2 separate regions of the Mus musculus genome follow, and region 2 is linked to region 1. Evidence: chromatin contacts called from public promoter capture Hi-C data. All regions are on one chromosome and are shown on one strand. The core of a region is the stretch at or near the end of the contact, and the rest is flanking DNA. Distances in the headings are between cores, read along the strand shown. Region 1 holds the start of Lhfpl5 (lipoma HMGIC fusion partner-like 5). Region 2 holds the start of Bnip5 (BCL2 interacting protein 5).

Evidence for each region. Capture Hi-C pulls out chosen DNA fragments and counts their contacts.
Region 2: a contact with region 1 is called in a promoter capture Hi-C map of adipose tissue. The contact joins the promoter of Bnip5 here to the promoter of Lhfpl5 in region 1. A contact is called at or near these places in 3 of 39 promoter capture datasets (embryonic stem cells, hematopoietic stem and progenitor cells and hippocampal neurons), 1 of 484 Hi-C or Micro-C datasets (bone marrow-derived macrophages), 1 of 115 datasets of contacts at active chromatin or transcription factors (pancreatic cancer cells) and 1 of 9 other capture datasets (adipose tissue).

What each region holds. Positions count from the first base shown.
Region 1 is chr17:28,573,358-28,577,472 of GRCm38.p6, forward strand. It overlaps Lhfpl5 (lipoma HMGIC fusion partner-like 5), which reads left to right and starts at 2,362. Exons shown (of 4, transcript NM_026571.2): 1 at 2,362-3,055. The coding sequence starts at 2,644.
Region 2 is chr17:28,912,236-28,916,642 of GRCm38.p6, forward strand. Bnip5 (BCL2 interacting protein 5) reads right to left here and starts at 3,089. Exons shown (of 12, transcript NM_172450.3): 1 at 2,934-3,089. The coding sequence starts at 2,998.

The DNA of each region.
Region 1 (4,115 bases), core at 1,112-3,611:
TGGTTGTGAGCCACCATGTATGTGGTTGCTGGGATTTGAACTCAGGACCTTCGGAAGAGCAGTCAGTGCTCTTAACCATAGAGCCATTTCTCCAGCCCCAAGAAAATATTTTTTTAAAAGATTTATTTATTCATTATATGTAAGTACACTGTAGCTGTCTTCAGACACTCCAGAAGATGGGGCATCAGATCCCACTGTAGAACCACAATGTGGTTGCTGGGAATTGAACTCAGAATCTGTTGTAAGAGCAGCCAGTGCTCTCAACCTCTGAGCTATCTCTCCAGCCCTAGATGTTTCTTAATTAGATATTTCTGTAAAGACCACCTCCCAACCCCTGCCATGAGCCACCATGCACAGGTTCTGGGTTACTGGGTAGTTAGAGCATGTGTAATCGCACCCCTTATAATGCCTAACTTTTGGGGAGTCCTGAGTGGCATCCAGGTGGGGCCATAGGCAGCCGACACCTAAAAGATGGCCCCGTCTCCAGTACACCGTTGCTGTAAACAATACCACTGAGCAGGTGCTAGCCCGAATCTGGTGCTAACCCCTCCCGAGCAGGTGCATGCAAATTAAGGTGCCGGCAGACTGACCAATCCCAGGAGGACACATAAGCCCTCCCCAGTGCTGGGGTGTATATAAGCAGTCCTCCCTGGGTGCCTGGGGTTCCCGTAGCATCAAGGCGTTCCCGCAATAAAGCTGTTGAGAAGAATCAGACCGTGTTGCGTTTTCCTTGCCAGACGAGGTGGGTGCGACAGGGCCATGGTACCCCCCTCACACACTTGCTCTTGTTGCCAACTGTCTAAAGTAAGAGGGGTACCCAGTCACCGGTCCACAGAGATGCCAGGATGTTTATCTACTAATTACCTGCTGGCTCTCACCTCTGTTGTCTAAATTGAAACTCCATAGTTTAGTAATGTCTCATGGTAACCTAGGCTGGCCTTGAACATGGAATAAGCCTCCTGTTTTAGCTACACAAGTGTTGGAATGACAGATGTGAGTAGTCACGCCCACTCAATGTCCTGTCCTGTGCTGGTTTTTTGTTGTTGTTGTTGTTGTTGTTGTTTTTTTTAGACAGGGTTTCTCCGTATAGCCCTGGCTGTCCTGGAACTCGCTCTGTAGACCAGGCTGGCCTTGAACTCAGAAATCCTTCTGCCTCTGTCTCCTGAGTGCTGGGATTAAAGGCGTGTACCACCACTGCCTGGCCTCTCCTGTTTTTTGTTTGTTTTGCTTTGTTGTTGTTGCTGGTTGGTCGTTGGAAATTTTTGAGACTGTGTCTCAGGATATGGGACTATCTAGGACTATCTAGACTATCTCTGACTATCCTAGGACTTGATCTGTAGATCAGGCTGTGCTTGAACTCATAGAGATCTGCCTGCCTCTTCCTCTCAAGTGCTGAAATCAAAGGCTGCATGCACCACCATGCCTTTAAAGCCCAGTTTCCAGGTTGTTTTACCTGAGGCCTGGGGATTTGAACTTAGACCTTTAAACTTGAACGACAAATGTTTATTCGCTGAGCTATCTCCTAGGCTAAAGCCCTTGTCATATCTTATTTAGCTCCAGACTTCAGGGTTATAGAGGGTTTATTCTTTTATGTATACTTTACTGGATTGCCTTTTAGTACTTACACTAGCCATGCAGTTATCTAAAAAAATCTGGGTTTATATATGGGTTATTTCTTTGGCTTTTGAGACAATCTTATGTAGCCTCTCTTTATCCTGATCATCTTCCAATTTTTGAGTGCTGGGATTATTACAGGTGTGAGCCACTACATTCAGCGGAAAAACGAAATATTTTTTAAAAAGGAAATCTGCAATAAAAATGGAAACCAGAGGAGAAAGGCCGTGTGTTGGATACACTGACTGCTCCGTTGTGGTTTGGGAAAGGCTCTGGAGAATGAACTTTGGTATTCTTTATTACTGCGAGTGTTATTGCACTAGCTCAGGTCCTTGCTGACAGGATATTTCTCTAGCCTCCACTCTGGTCTCGGCGGTCATTGACTGGAAGACCAAGCCAAGACCCAGTCAAAACTTGCGGCCCTCGGGATGGAGCGGTGGTGCTGCTACGGCTGGTGGGAGGTGGAGGTCCCCGAAGGGTGACTAGGGGTGTAGAGGACAGGAAGCGGTTTTGCAGCTGGAATCAGCGGAAGGAACGTGACACACGGTCGGCCCCACCCTCTGGGAGGAAGAGAGGACCGGGGTCCCAGCTCCCTTCCCCTCCAAGTCGCCCCTCCAGGCTCTGCGCGGCCGCCGGCCACGCCCCTACCAGGCCACGCCCCCGAACTCTGGCGCTGGCCGCGGTGCTGAAACGCGTTTCGCAGAGCGGGCCGGGCGTGGCCTGTGAGGGCAAGCAGGAGGGGCGGGCAAAGCGGAGGCGCAGGCCCAGACCCTGGCCGACCTAGAGGAGGCGGCAGACTCGAGCCCATCCTGGTCAGAACGGGCACATTCATCTGGGAAGCATCTCTTGCGAAGACAAGGTTGACCTTGGCCTGCTGCACTCCCAACCTACTGGGGGGAATGTTTGCATGGCTCCCTGACCTCAGGCTGCTCCTCACACCAGGCTGAGGACTGACCCACGACTTCTGCTCCCTAGAGCTGTAGACCTGCACCCAGCCAGTGTCCCCGTCCTAGTCCAGCGGCCTTCGCCATGGTGAAGTTGCTGCCAGCCCAGGAGGCCGCCAAGATCTACCACACCAACTATGTGCGAAACTCGCGCGCTGTGGGAGTGATGTGGGGCACGCTCACTATCTGTTTCTCGGTGCTGGTCATGGCCCTCTTTATCCAGCCCTACTGGATAGGCGACAGTGTTAGCACACCACAGGCTGGTTACTTTGGCTTGTTCTCCTACTGCGTGGGCAACGTGCTGTCGTCGGAACTCATCTGCAAGGGGGGCCCTCTGGACTTCTCCTCCATCCCCTCCAGAGCCTTCAAGACTGCCATGTTCTTTGTGGCCTTGGCCATGTTCCTTATCATCGGCTCCATCATCTGCTTCAGCCTGTTCTTCGTCTGTAATACAGCCACGGTCTACAAGATTTGCGCCTGGATGCAGCTGGCTGCTGGTGAGCAGGGTTGCTGGGGTGTGGTGTGTGTGAGGGGGGATACTCAGGGTACAGCCATGGCTTTCCCATGAAGGGAAAGCTCTGAGCCTTCTCTTACTCAGTGTTCCACAAAAGATTCGGAATAGGGGCTCACACTATACTCAGAGTAGAGGCCAAGGCTATAGCAGACCAAATTATAGGTGGGAGCCATGAGACAAGAGGAGGGCTGTGAGTTCCAGGCCAGCCTGGGCTATATTGTGAGACCCTGTCTTGAGGAGAATCTGAGATTCTAAGAAAGAATGAGTCAGGGACTAGGAGATAGCTCAGCTGGTAAAGGTGCTTGCCACCAAGTCTGATAGCTTGAGTTCAGCATCCAGGACCCACATTCCATAAAGAACAGAGTCTGTCCAGTTGTTTATCTGATCTCCATGCGGCATGTGCCCATGAGCTCATACGTCACGTCACACACTCATGTACACACACAACTAAAAGTAAAAGAAAAGGGGGTATTCATAGGCAGAATGGATGCAGACTGTTGGGGTCCTCGCTGTAGAGCCCATGAGCCAGAGAGAAGTGACTTGGAGGGGGCACATAGCTCTGGGTGGATGCAGCCAGGTGTACCAACAACCAGAACACCGCACCACAGGCTTGCACACTCAGAGGGAAGAGGAAGGCTATTGCCACATGGCCTAGGATCCAACCCCAGGGCTATGGTGATGACTGTTCCCAGATCTCTGGCCTCACTCCCTGCCTCTTCCTCAGTTCCAACTGCTCTCGTGGAAGAGTCCGGGGTTTGGGGGTGCTGCTGTTACACTGTATCAGGTAGGCAGCTGCTTATGGGGTCCCAAGGCAAGGCATCTCCTGCCTGCTTTCCTGCTCCAGGCTCAGGTGGCCCTTTTGGTCCTTGGGACAGCTGATCTTGGTCTCCATTGGAGCTCAGGAAGAGACTGCCTAACACCTGTCAGCAGCCTTTGGTTTCTTAGTCCCTGACCTCCTACAGATGTCCATCAACAGCGGTGGGACTGGAGACAGGAGATCAACTGTCTAGACATCGTTGGGTAATGTAGCATTACCTTGGTGG
Region 2 (4,407 bases), core at 1,839-4,338, 340 kb after region 1:
CTCCACACCCACTTCACTTGGCTTTTACCTTCCACCAGCCTCTGAATTGCTCTTGGTTGGTGCTAAGGATACAACCACAAGCAAGATGCAATGTACACCCAAAAGAGAATGTTCTGGCGTTTATACTGGTCAAGCTGGCACCTTCAAGGGCAGTAGCTGTCCCTCCCTTTAATAGCTTGCAGGCTTAAGAGAAGGCAAATTTAGACCAAATGAACCACCTGATAATATGAATTAGCACAAAGAAAGTTGAGCCAGAAATACTGTTCAAACAGTGATCAGGGCTTCTGTTAACCAGACTGCTGTTCAACCAAATCATGAAAGCAGCCAAATGTGCAAGACACCATATTCATCTCCCTCAGGCCCCCTTTCTTCCCCGAGGTGGCTTGGCACCAGGCGTCCATCCCACAGCAAATGGGAGCATCCCCACCTAGCTGGAAGAAAGGAACAGCCATCTTTTAAAACGGGGGTCTATTGCCATGGAAACAGTTTTCTCCAGCTGTGGATAAGCTCAGCATCTTTCTCCTGCCTGCGACTTTGTCCCATGATGCTTTTCCAAGATTCCCAGTGAAGGACCACTCCAGGGTCCCCAAGACCTCCTGACTCCAAGCCCAGAGATCTCGTCTTACTCTTCAGCCTTCTGCTCAAGCTGTCCTGGCCTTTGATCCCATGACCACATCCTGGAAACTTTTTCCAGGTGGCCTCAACTGACGGAACTCATCTCTACCCTCCCCGACCCCTCTGCCTGCTCCATCTTTGGAATGTTGTAGAAACACTGTTCCAGATCTGGGTCAGAGACTGAGAGAGTATGGCTGGCCAGAGAGGGTGAGCCTGTTACTCTAGAGAGACGTTCTCTGTGCATACCTGTCTTTTCTGAGAAGATGCTGACCCACCTCCCCAAATTTCACTGCCAGTGATCTTTCTGGGTGTCCTCAGTATGAAATTGTGCCCATTTAGGAGTCATCACAGACAACTTCCTGGCCCAGACCGAGAGAGTCCAGGCACATTGCATGGATACCCAACCACTCATGTAAACATGTTTGTTTCCATGGCTGAGAATAGACTTCAGAGCAAAGTCCATACACCCTAGCCAGAAATACCCAAGGTCTGATGCACAGATCACGGGAGCCAAGATAGGAAAATGGCTCCAGTGACTCATTTCACAGCCACAAAGGACCAGAGAAGTCACACTGAACTGGCACGGTTTCCCCCAGCACGTGGCTGTGTTTGGCATATTTTCTAAACTGAACTTTGCCCTCATTACATTTGCCTTGCCTATTATTCTCATGCCAAAAGTTGCGGTGCTTCCTCCTCCATCCTTGTAGATCTCTCTCTCTCTCTCTCTCTCTCTCTCTCTCTCTCTCTCTCTCACACACACACACACACATATACACACTCATACACACATATACACTCACACACATACACTCATATACACATACACACATATACACACTCACTCATACACACACACTCACTCATACACACACACATACACACTCACACACACACACACATATACACACTCATACACACACATATACACTCACACACATATACACATATACACACTCACACACATTCACTCATACACACACAACACACACACACACACACCGCCTCACAGATGCTATGGAAGGCCCTGCAGGAGCACATCCTGCATACTGTCAGCCTACACTAACTCAGCATACCCAATACAGTCTCTATTCCGAGCATAAGAGGCTAAAGCTTGCCCCAGGCCCCGTGTCTAAGATCCATAAGGGATGCCTGGCTAGAGGTTCCCCTGTCCCCACCCCTGGCCAGGCAGGCCCTGTTTGTTTATGGTACAAATAAATAATTATACACAAACACTATAAGCCCTTTCACCTCGGTGATTGCGTTGACTCTGACAGCACCCAGTGAATCAGACTGTCTGGCGTGGGTACTGCGGCCCTGAGCTGCTGACACACAGTCAAAGTCCCAGAGCTGGGAGCAGAGAGCAGGACCTAAACATTCCTCTCTGGTCCAATTCCAAATCACACACACACACACACACACACACACACACACACATCCTGACTGTGTAGTCACACATCTATATATGTGTATAGAGATTGGACACATGTACCCCAAGTACAAAGCTTATGAATCCAGAGTGGGCCTCACAGCCCCATAGCCAATGGCTCTATGCTTAAGCTCACGAGGTCTCTCTCGGGCCCATACCACCCAGAGCTCAGAACCTTCCAGGCAGGGGAGAGCCAGGTGAAGCCAAGAGCAAAGCCATTATTTTGGACTCCTGCAGAGAGAGGTACAGATGCTTTCATGACTCTTGCCTTCTCACAGGCTGGGCAGTGAGGGGTTCTTCGGGGACCCCTGAGCCTGGAGTGGGAAACCTGTTCTTGGCCACACCCGGCCCCACTTGTTAAGCAACGACCAATCAAGGTCTCTCTGTGTGTGGTGGTAGTGGTGTGTGCGTGTGTGTGAGAGTGTGTGTGAGTGTGTGTGCATGCGTGCGAGGTGCATTCATTCATGTGTGGTATATGTATGTGTGGTGTGTATGTGTGTGTATGTGGGTGTGTGGTGTGTATGTGTGTGTTTGTGGTGTATGTTTTATGTGTGTGTGAGAGAGAGTGTGTGTGCTTGGTATGGTGTGTGTGTGTGTGTATGCATGTGTTTATGGTGTGTGTGGTGTGTGCAGGGGTGTCATGGGGGGTGTACCACGGCATGCATGGGAAGATTCGGATGAAGTTTTGAACTCAGGCTTGGATATCATGAGCAAGCACCTCTTCCTTCTGAGTCACACTCCATCTTTTTTTAAAAACAGACCCTAGGAAGACCAGCAAGCTAGAAGCAGAATTAGGTCTGGATTCGGGTCTATTACTCTTATGTCCAGCATCCTTTGGGACCCTGAAATACCCACCCATTGCCCTGGTTCCAAAAGCGAAGATTCAACCTACCTCAGACCACAGGAGTCGCTGCTGTCCCGGGGCATCCCTTGGCTGGGATTCCTTGATCTGGGCATTGTTCCTTGTTATGTAGAAGTCCTTTGTGGGTCAGCTCCAGCACTTCCAGGGAGAAGAAGCTGCTGTTGCGTGCAACTGCTAACACTATTCAGAGGGACTCAGAACTCCTGGCTTATATATAGTATTGTTTCCCTGGAGCTGAGCTCACAGGTAGCCAACCAGAGAGGAGGGCTGGCCACCAGGTTGCTTCCCGCCCAGGTTGCTTCCCGCTCCTCTGGGCTGTGGCAGAGATAGGAAGCTCTCTACCCAGGAGAGAGAGAGAGAGGAGAAAAAACACACACAGTTTCAGTTGACAGCTTCCTTATTGTACCTGAACGAAACCAGCGCTTAGAAACCAGCTTCATGTCTGGCCCGCGTTATGAAATTGAAATCCAAGCTTTCTTGGCGCCTCCAAGACTAAAGACCAGCACCATATTTAAAAAAAAAAAAAAAAAAAAAAAAAAAAAGACTTCCAATTCCCAATAGCCAACTTCTTAGGGGCTTGCTGGGTTTGTTTTTTGAGTTTGGGTTTTATTTATTTGTTTGTTTGTTTGTTTTTTGTTTTTGTTTTGTTTTGAGACAAAGGCCTGACTATTCTCTGTCATTTTGTCCTACCCTGCCCCCCCCCCAAAAAAAAGCTCTGGGGGCTGAAGAGATGGCCCAGTGATTAAAAGCACTGGCTGCTCTTGCAGAGAACCTGGGTTCAGTTCCTAGCAGCCATGTGATGATTTAATTCCAGTTCAAGGGGATCTAATGCCCTCTTCTGACCTCTATGGACACTGTGCAGGTATACACATACATTTATGTAAGCAAAATGCTCATGCACACAAATAAATATTTGAAAATGTCCTTTACACACACGCACACACACAACACTTTGGCCAAATTTAATCATGTGCTTTTTTTTTTTTAGATTTATTTATTATATGTAAGTCCACTGTAGCTATCTTCAGACCCCCCTGAAGAGGGTGTCTTTCATTATGGTTGTGAGCCACCATGTGGTTGCTGGGATTTGAACTCAGGACCTCTGGAAGAGCAGTCAGTGCTCTTAACCACTGAGCTATCTCTCCAGCCCCAATCATACACTCTTTTAATCCCAATATGCTGGAGGGAGAGGCAGGCAGATCTCTGTGAGTTTAAAGTCACATAGCTACATAGCCAGTTTCAGACCAGTTAATGATATTGAGACCTTGTCCCTCTCTCTCCCCGAAAAAAAAAGGTTATGATAAAATTTCTGTAGTGTGCATTTTATCACATCAAAAAGAAGCCAATGGAGGGGCAGGTGTGGGGTCACTGTGCAGATGTGGGGTCACTGTGCAGGTGTGGGCTTATTGTACAGGTGTGGGGTCACTGTGCAGGTGTGAGGTCACTGTGCAGGTGTGGGGTCACTGTGCAGGTGTGAGGTCACTGTGCAGGTGTGAGGTCACTG